2 separate regions of the Sus scrofa genome follow, and region 1 is linked to region 2. Evidence: chromatin contacts called from public HiChIP or PLAC-seq data. All regions are on one chromosome and are shown on one strand. The core of a region is the stretch at or near the end of the contact, and the rest is flanking DNA. Distances in the headings are between cores, read along the strand shown.

Region 1 (4,679 bases), core at 1,630-4,129, 540 kb after region 2:
AGGGAAAGAAGCCACACAAATAAGCTGCAAAAAAACTCCATACCACTTTATTTCAAACTTTATCCAAAAATGTAAAAAATGTTAAAAATGTGTAGTCCTGAGCTTCAGATGCTGACCTCCAACCTCACAGGCAAATGGGGAGAGAGAGTCAGGACAAGTTCAGAGTTCCTTCCAGTGCTGGAAGAAAGTAAAGCTCCAGGTGTGGTACAAGACTAGAACATCAAGGCCCTATGGAGAATGGGACTCCCTCTGTCCTAGCACCAAACCAGGACCCCATCCGCCCTATCCCACCCCACCCCTCTGGTACAACATTCTTGAAACTTGCACAGGAACCTGGTGCATGGCAGGTGGCAGGCTGCTAGCTGACCTGAAGAGAGCAAACAAGGGGTCAGCATCTAGGCCCACATCTGCTCCTCCTGTCCCCTCCCAGACCCTGCTCCCCCACAACTCACCAGGGAGGGTTAGAGCCTGCCCCCCTGCTTCTTAGCAGGTCGGATGGGGCACAACTCAGCTTCTTCCTCCTCACTCCCCTCTTCTTCACTCTCCTCCTCAGAAACGTCATTGCTCATAGTAACTGGTACACACACAAGCAGTTAAGGAAGGGAGAGAAGTTAAAGCCACACCCCCTTCACACTATGTCATTTATTCATGCCCTGTGGCTTGCAGGGACCCTGACCCTCCAGAGTTTATGGTCTAGCTGGAAAAAAACCTAATACTTAGCTAGACTATAAAGAGCCAAAGGAGTACACACCACTGGAGCTGGAGAAGTTGGGACAGGTTCCATGAAGGAGAAGGGCTTGAGTAGGACAGAAAATGGAAGGCACAGCATACAAGGTCTGTATGGGAACTGCACTGGGAGATATGGGTGGGGTGGGTCAAGAGTTCTGACAGAGAATCCACTAGAGGCAAAGAAAACTCTCACCAATCTGGTGCCGCCCAGTAATCCGCACAGGGCCAGAGCCTGACTTCAGGCGGAAGGTTACAGGTGGTTGGAGCTGGAAGTCATCCAAACTGAGCTGGAAGGAAGAGAAAGATGAAGGCCTAGGCCACTCCTGGTCCACCCATCTTGTGAGGAGTCCTTAAGTCCTCAATTCCTACCTCCCAACCTCCCGAGGTATGGCCAGAACACTTACCATGGGTTGGCAGGACAACTTGAGGTTGGCCACAGGGACTGCAATCTCCTGGTGGTCACGGTTCCGGGCCACGACTTCTACCACGTTACACTCATCTTTGGCCCCCTCAGTGAGGCAGAGCTGGGAAAGGTACATAGGGCCTCGGAGTCTCCCCATGTGAGGGTGAACACCACAAATGGGGGCATCTACCCTGGAACTTGCCCAGCCTCAGAGGTCCCTGGATCACCTGGCCAAGGGAGTCTCCCCAAAGGGGGATAGGCAGCAGAGGAAGTGACTCGCAATAAATGGGACAAGGAGGAGAGACGCGCGGGTAGAGGCCCACGGGTGACCTGCTCGGGTCCTATTCACCACCACGCCTTCCCCGCCCCTTACCATGGTCAAAGCCAGCACGTGATCTGCATCATCCTCTTCCTCTACCTTGAAGGTGAAAGAGCGACTGTGGCCGGAGAGCTCGCAGCCTGGAAGAGATATAGCACAGTGAGCATGTGGCGGCGGCTCACGTGCAGCCCAGGACTGACCTATTCACAGGCCCACTTCTCAGGTCCACGTGGAGCCCCCCCTTGCACGAAGAGGACAGGGGCCTGGCCTCCCCTTCCGCTCCAGCGGCCGCGTGCGAGGCCCCCTGAGTCCCCACCCACGTCGCGCACGCATCTGCATTTCTGTTCCCCAGCCCTGCCTGTGACCCAGTAACACCCCCAGCCCCTCCTTTTCTGAATACCGAAGAAAAAACTGTCCATAGTGACCGGGGTAGGGACTCGCAGACTGCCGGCACCCCCGGCCCGGCAGCGGCTCTCCTGATTCAAGAAACCCAAGGCAGCAGCGGCGCCGGTGGCCATGCTGCTAGTGCCGGCTGAGGCTCCGCCTCCGACACGTACAAAGCCCGAGCCTCGCGGCGGCTCCGGCCCCACCTATTAAAGGAGAAGCACTCTGGGCAGGGGGCCATTGCCCAGTTTGGCTCAGGAGCCTCAGACCTGTTGATTGAGACCGCACGGAGATGGTAACATCGCAAAACATGCACTTGGGATTCGTGTTAACGTCCTTGCTCACTTCCACGTCCAAGACTCTCAGGGAGCGGCTCCTGCCTCCATTTTCTCTAGTTCCACAACCCAACCCAAGGTGAGCTTTCGTTGGTGTATGTAAAATGTAAATTTTTCCAGTTCCCCTAGGAAAGGCGAGATATAGTGCAGCCTTTTCCTTATAATAGCAAATGTGCTCAGATTTGCCTTTCCTCCAAAGGAACTGAGGAGCCTGACAGAAGACCTAGTGTTATTCAAGCCACTCCATCCACTCCTGGATATGGTTCCTGCTCTAATTGATTTTGCAGTTCACTATCCAGAAGCAAGGCAATCTGATAGTGATTGCCTGTCTTCACTGAACTTCAAATGCTGGCTGCCTGCTGGTGCTTGCTAGCAGCTCAAGCGTGGGACTGGCAAAGGCATGCTAGTCCCAGAACATCTTTCTGCCTTGGACTCCTGTCTCATAATTTGGGCTCTGCCTCCAGCTTTCACCTTTTGACCAAACAATCAGGCACTTGTGTTCCTTACTCTGCTTGGTGGCAAGAACTCAAACTAGCTGTGTTGATTCGCACCCAGGTTATAATTTTGGCAAGAAGGTGGCTTGGCCAAGTAGTAGGCCACTTTCCTTTTACCTTGCCTTGAGGAAAATCTGGACTGATTCAATCCTTGCCCTTACTCAGTGGGTTGCCCTGAGCTGTTGTAGGTTGCAGACGTGGCTCGGATCCCACATTGCTGTGGCTGTGGCCTAGGCTGGTAGCCATAGCTCGCATTTGATCCCTAGCCTGGGAACTTCCATATGTCGAGAGGCTGAGACACTAAAAAGCAAAAAACAACAAAAAAAAAACAAGAAAAGGAAGGATCTAATTCTTAACTTGGAACAGCTATGTAGAGGAATACATGCTTGCAGGTGAGGAATGCAAGGGCAGGAGAAAAGGTAGGAGGCAAAAACAGGAAGGAGGTTTACATAGGACACCATCACACACATTCACTTCAAGTTTTATTTTGCCTCTTGCATGGTCTTCAGATAGTTTTACAGTTTGTTTTCTACAGAAACTGAGCTGTGATCTAAACAATCAATGAAATGTCATCCCAACCTTAATAAATATTCATAACCGTAGAAGATAACATAGCACTTTACAATCCTAGAGGCCTGGACATCTGTTTCATAGTTATTAGCTCTGTGACCAGAAGACCAGCCAAACTGATTATTAAAAGCCAAGATAAAGCCACAAGCAAACTTGCGAAAAATCCTGATTCCATAGGATGACTGTGGAACCCTCCAGATAAAATGCTAGAATTGTCCACTAGTGTACAAAATGTACTTAAAGAGAAAATCAAATGACATTAAGCCATTTAAAACAGTATCTTGTAGATATCTTCCCTTCATCCCAGCCCTGAAAACTACAAACTTGGTTCCAGTTGTCCAACATAGCATACCTATATCCTCCTATCAGTTGAAGGTTTTCTAACCCTGTATATGAAGAGGCCTCCTTCCTTCATCTCACCCACTCAGTGCACTCACAGGCTTTGGTTGAAAGTTACTAGGCAGCACTAAATACAATGCTTTTTAAAAACTCTCTTTCCAAAGTCCATACTGATGGGAACCTATGAAGGAAAATGTTTTAAGTTTCCTTCCCCCTTGACCTTCCCCTCTCAGCTCAAAGTTAAAACAGCTGATACAAAACTGCAGGAAAGCAATGTAACAAAATAGTTATGAACCAATGGAGAAGCCAGCCAGCCATCATAAAAAAAAAAAAAAAAATCCTGCAGAGATTACCTGCTAGCCTCATGCTCAGAACCCTTAAAAACACCAAATCTAAATTAGAATACTTGAAGCTTTCAGAACCCGTTTAAAGGAAAGACAAAAGGTAACCATAAGTCATTGGTTAAAGTGTGCTCATTCTTTTAAAAATTAGATACAAACATGCAAAAACTAAAGACTGATTTAATAAAACCAGTAGGAATAGTCTTGAAATTAAAGGACAACTGATCCGAGGGCAAATGGGATCAATTAGTCCCTGAACCCTTCTTGCCAGATGTCAAAATTAACATTTCACATGCTGATCTTCATCGAGGTTAATTTCCAGAAGTTACTGCACTTTGCAACAGATTGAGTCCTATGAAGTTAGGCTCTCGTACCCAAAGTGGTCATGGCCTAGCCCTATGTGGGAGGCACTTCAAAAATAATACAACTTATTTAAAAAAAAAAAAAGCAAAGAAAATCCACTTTCCACTGATTTATATTATTCAAAGTGCCATCCTGAACCAACCTTTTCATTTTCAGAAGGAAAAATTACAAAACCCAATAAACACAAAGAATAGTCAGGTTACAGCTAGTTTATATACAAAAAAATTTACAAGTTTGTCACTTTTAGGCTTTCGCCACAAACAACTGCACATTTGTCCCTACAAAGTACAACATGCCTGAACCAATGGTCACTACAAGAGACAACTGGCCATGGCTTCACAAAAAGCAGAAAAACTGCCCAAAGTGAAATCATTTACTCAGCTTAAACTATGCCATAACCAT
Region 2 (4,399 bases), core at 599-3,098:
CGGCCGGCCCGGGTTTATTGCTTCGTGAGGGAAGAGGCGGCCGCCGGGAGCCGAGTCCGGGCCAGGGACAGGGGAGAAGGCGGGAGTTGCAGAGGAGGTCCCAGCTCCCCTTGGCGGTCCGGTCCGGGAGGCGGCCGGCAAACGGCGCTAGGAGCCCAGGGCGGCGGAAGATGCCGGGGCGCAGCTCAATCATCCACGTCGATCTCCTCGTCTTCCTCGTCCTCCGAGCAGTCCTGGCTGCTGGCCGGCTGGTCCGTGAGCGGGGAGGCAGGAGAGAGCTGCAGGGGCCCGGCGCCCGGGGCCTGCGGGGCGCCTGGGGGGAGTGCCGGAGAGCCAGGCCTGGACTTGGCCCTGCCGCAGCCGCCGCCACCGCCGCCTGCAGCCTCAGAGTTCTGCTCCAGTTCGGCCAGCGCCACGATGTCCATCTGCCCACTGGGGCCCAGTTTCTTGGCGGACTCCACGTCGGCCTTCATCTCCTCCAGGTCCCGCTTGAGCTTGGCGCGCCGATTCTGAAACCAGGTGATGACCTGAGCATTGGTGAGGCCCAGCTGCTGCGCAATTTGGTCACGATCGGCGGGGGACAGGTACTTCTGGTAAAGGAAGCGCTTCTCCAACTCATAGATCTGGTGGTTGGTGAAGGCCGTTCGCGACTTTCGCCGCTTCTTGGGGGTCTGCCGCTGCCCAAAGATGGTCATTCCATCGCGGCCTGCGAGGAAACCAAAATATAGGCTTGCTCCAGGGGAGAGGAGACCCCCACCCTGGCCCTTACTCACCGCACCTAGACCTATCCGGCCTGTGGTCAGTCGCTGTCGCCTGCCGGATTAGATTCGACCACCAGGACTAGGGCAAGCCTCAGCTATGGCAAGCCCCCTTCCCCCATTTCTCAGCTACCGGAAGTCCCTAGGAAAAAATTGTTTTGGTCTCTGCCGGGTCACTTGAGAGTTGGTTTGAAAGACTCGATGTCCCTGGAACAGGAGAGAGCCAGACAGGGACTCCCTGACTGGGTGTGAATGCTGGCTCTCCACCACATTGCAATCAACTCAGCTCTACCTACCCAAAAGGTCCTAGCCAAGGCTCTCCAAACCCCAGTTCCCCGGGCCACTGTGAAAGGGAGGGAGCCAGGCAGAGCAGACCGACTGCGGAGAGATCTTGGGTTCCCGCCTCCCTTCCTCAGTCACTCGATCTGGCCTATCCAGAGGTCCCTAGGAAACAGGGTTTGGGTCCTGTCCCACGCATCTCCACTCCCAGCGGCAGCAGCTTGGGCTGGAGGGCCCTGGCGGCTGGCAAGGGAGGAGGCGGGCAGAGGGACCAGGCACTAAGCGTGGGACCCCTGGATCCAGGCGCGGGGTGCTGGTCGCAAAGGTACCCAGTGGCGGCGCCTACCTTCGGCTGCCTGCAGGACGCTGACCTCCAGCCCCTTAAAAGTCTTGCTGGCGAGCTCCTCCAGGGCGCACAGCGGCGAGGTCTGTGAGAGCAGCGCGCGGCCCGCCAGGGGCAAGCCGCCCGGCGCGTGCTTGTCCGCGGCCGCCAGTAGGTGCGCCGCCCCGCACAGCGAGTAACTTCTCCGCACAGACGGCTTGTTGAGGATGTCCTCAATGCTGAAAGGCGTTAGCGGCTTGTTGGAGTTGGCGGGCGGCGGCAGGTGGTCCAGAGGGCTGCGCCGCCTCTCCTCCCCCGGCGCCGCCTTGCTGTCCTCCTTGGAAGTCATCTCGGCCTCTTTTGGGGGCCCGGCCGGGGCGGCTCGGGTCGCGGGGACCCAGCCCGCGGGCAGCTCGGGCGCCGGGCGGCGCGAGCGGGTGGCAGGCAGACAGGAGGCCGCGCTGGGCAGGACGCGGGCCGGGCTCGGGCCGATTAGCGCAGCGGCAGAGGCGAACAGAGCCGCACGGGGCCCCAGGAGGAGGGCGCTGACGCGGGCGCCACAGCCGCCGGGGCTTCCAGCAATCCGGGGCCCGAGCCGGGGCGCGCCGCGCGGGGCTCCAGTTTCGCCAGCCCCCGGTGCTATTTAAAGGTGTCAGGTGGCTCCGCGGCGGCTCCTGGCCCCGGGTCCTGGCGGCGGCAGTTGGAAGAGCCGAGGCGAGGGCGCCGATCCCGTACTGCGAGGGGAGGCGGAGAGATGGGGCAATTGACTATTGCTAACAAGTTAGCCTTGATCGAGGAGTAATCAATTATCTGCAGCGGCACTTCTCTCTCTCTCTTTCTCTTTCTCCCTGTCTTTCTCCTCTCTTCTTTCTCTCTGTTCTCTCTCTTCCTGTTCTCTCCCTCCCTCTCTCCCTCCCTCCCTCCCTCTCTCTTCTCTTCTCCGCTCCCCCCGTCTCTCTCCTTCTCCCTCTCCCTCGTCCTCCCTTTCACTCTCTGTCCGTCCAATGCAGGCGGCTCTAAGTTGGGAAGCTCATTAATTAGCGGGCCTGGGGTAGGAGGAGCCGGCTGGAATTAGCCTGCCTAATGCGCCTGTCAGTCCGGGCGCTGCGCCGCGCTCGGCCCGAGCTGTTTGTAAATTACATTAGCGGCGCCTTTATTGCACCCGAACCTCCGGCGACTGAAAAGCCGCCGCCCCCACCCCAAACTGCGAGCCGCACTCCCGGCGCACCCACCTCCCGCCGGCCTGGCTGTAGCGGCAGCGCTGGCCCGGAGGTCTCAGGCTCTTCAACCAGGATTTGGCGCCCTAGAAGGGCTGCAGGAGCTCAGCCGGGGAGGTATGCAGCCGCCGCGCGGGCCAGGTAAGACCAGTAGTCTGGGTGGGCCCAGTGTCGCGGGCCCAGAGAGGACTTTGCCAAGCTGAGATCAAAGACCTAGCGCCCCTAACCCTAGACCCACTTGTCCCTCACCCTCGGCCTTGGGCCACGCGCCCGGGGCGAAGGAATCTGCAGCCCTCCAGCTGGCCCGCGGGAGGTCCGAGGGGGCTCTGCAGCCCTGAGTGAGGCGACACGGGAAGCAGGGGTGAGGGAGCCCGGGGGTTGGGGTAGGAGGCCAGCCAGAGGACACAGCTTTCCCCAACCAAGTGGTGGAAGGGGAGTTGTTGGTGACTCTAGACCCCTCTTCCCCGGCGTGAGCCCAAAGCGACAGCCTTACCTCCTCCGGCAGTCTTGCACACTCTCTTCGGGCCGCGGCTCTCCGGGTCGGCCGGGGCCACCGCCGGTCTGGTGACTGGTGTCCGACCGAGTAGCCGGGCCGGGTGCTGGGGCTAACGGGGCAGGCTCAGGGCCTCCCCGCTGCGCTCTGCCGGGCCCCGGCCGGGGCCCCGCTGCCGGCCCCGCCCAGCCCAGCGCCGGGCTTGAGTGCACCGCCAGGCCGACTCCAGCTGTTCCGGATGCGGGGCGGGGGCCGGGAGGGGGCCGGGCCACGGGCCGGGGCTGTGCTCTCAGGAACCAGGAGGGATCTGGGGTTCGAGTCAGACTGGGCACTGGAAACCCTACAGTCCGAATTCTCTCTATATCAGGCGAGCATTTGTGTGCATGGGTGTTTGAATGTGTTTATGTTTTGAATGTGTATATTTATGTGTGGTTCTCCATGTGTATATTTGTGTGTATGTATGTGAATCTGTGGGTATTTAGGCGTGTTTAAACCCCCTACCTATGTCTTCCATTCCCCTGATGCACCCAAGGGGGGCTGTAGCCCCAGGGTTTTTTTCCTCTTGAGTCCCTCCTTTGGTTTGTGTGGGGCCACTTGCCCTGCCACCCTAATTTTCTATTTCTGTTCCTGTAGAAAGGAGGGGAGAAGAGGGGGGAGTTGGAGCCAAAGGAGGAAGAGCTGTTCTCCTCCCCACATACAGCCCAGCCCTTTCCCTGGCTTTGTTTGTAAACTCCTGGGCAAGCAGTGTGATCTGGCAGCCCTGCTTGGTCCAGAAAAGGGTCCAGAAGGCCAGTGTGAAGGACTGTGGCCCAGCCCAGAGGTTGGGATGGGAAGAATTAGCCTCTTGGGCTTCTTGTCCCTTCATATGTCCTCCAGAGAGGGAATCAAGCTGAGCTATGGGACAGGGGACAGTTTCTCTTCCTGGATGCTTCCAGCATAAGGTCCCGTGAGCATCAGAGATCAGTTTTTTGTTTTTTGGTTTGTTTGTTTTTTGTTTTTAAATTTCCTGGTTAGGACCTGTAGGAGAATGGATTCTTGTTTGGGACCCCCAATGCCTGCCCCAGGTCTGCTTGGGAGTGTTGGGAAAAGCTATTTACCCTCTTGGGCATCTTTGTCCTGCATTTTGTGGGGGAGGACAGGTATTTTAGAAGCGGGAATGGTGAGAATATTCCCTCAGAGCTGCAGAGCTATCCCCAAAGCAGGCCTGTCTCTGATGCATTGGTGCTATTCTGGGAGCCATGAGGTGAGGGTGGCCCTGGAGTCAGAGTCAGGAGATGGTAGAGAGGGACCTGAGGGAGAGGACTCCAGGGAGTTGGATCCTGCTGGCTTG

Evidence for each region. HiChIP or PLAC-seq counts read pairs in DNA pulled down with a chosen protein or histone mark.
Region 1: an H3K27ac HiChIP or PLAC-seq map of skeletal muscle shows a contact between it and region 2, with 5 times the contacts expected there. The contact joins the promoter of NPM3 here to the promoter of LBX1 in region 2. A contact is called at or near these places in 3 of 5 promoter capture datasets (fetal liver, fetal skeletal muscle and liver), 14 of 47 Hi-C or Micro-C datasets (alveolar macrophages, brain, embryonic fibroblasts and 11 more) and 1 of 2 datasets of contacts at active chromatin or transcription factors (skeletal muscle).

The regions. Positions count from the first base shown.
Region 1 is chr14:112,819,365-112,824,043 of Sscrofa11.1, forward strand. It overlaps NPM3 (nucleoplasmin-3), which reads right to left and starts at 2,880. Exons shown (of 6, transcript XM_003359343.4): 1 at 1,852-2,880; 2 at 1,506-1,591; 3 at 1,134-1,253; 4 at 923-1,016; 5 at 453-574; 6 at 26-367. The coding sequence starts at 1,969. The coding sequence ends at 462. It overlaps MGEA5 (protein O-GlcNAcase), which reads right to left. Exons shown (of 16, transcript XM_003483548.4): 16 at 3,130-4,679.
Region 2 is chr14:112,284,368-112,288,766 of Sscrofa11.1, forward strand. LBX1 (ladybird homeobox 1) reads right to left here and starts at 1,849. Exons shown (of 2, transcript NM_001206336.1): 1 at 1,384-1,849; 2 at 1-706. The coding sequence starts at 1,708. The coding sequence ends at 186. It overlaps LOC102161206 (a long non-coding RNA gene), which reads left to right and starts at 3,404. Exons shown (of 3, transcript XR_307765.3): 1 at 3,404-4,399.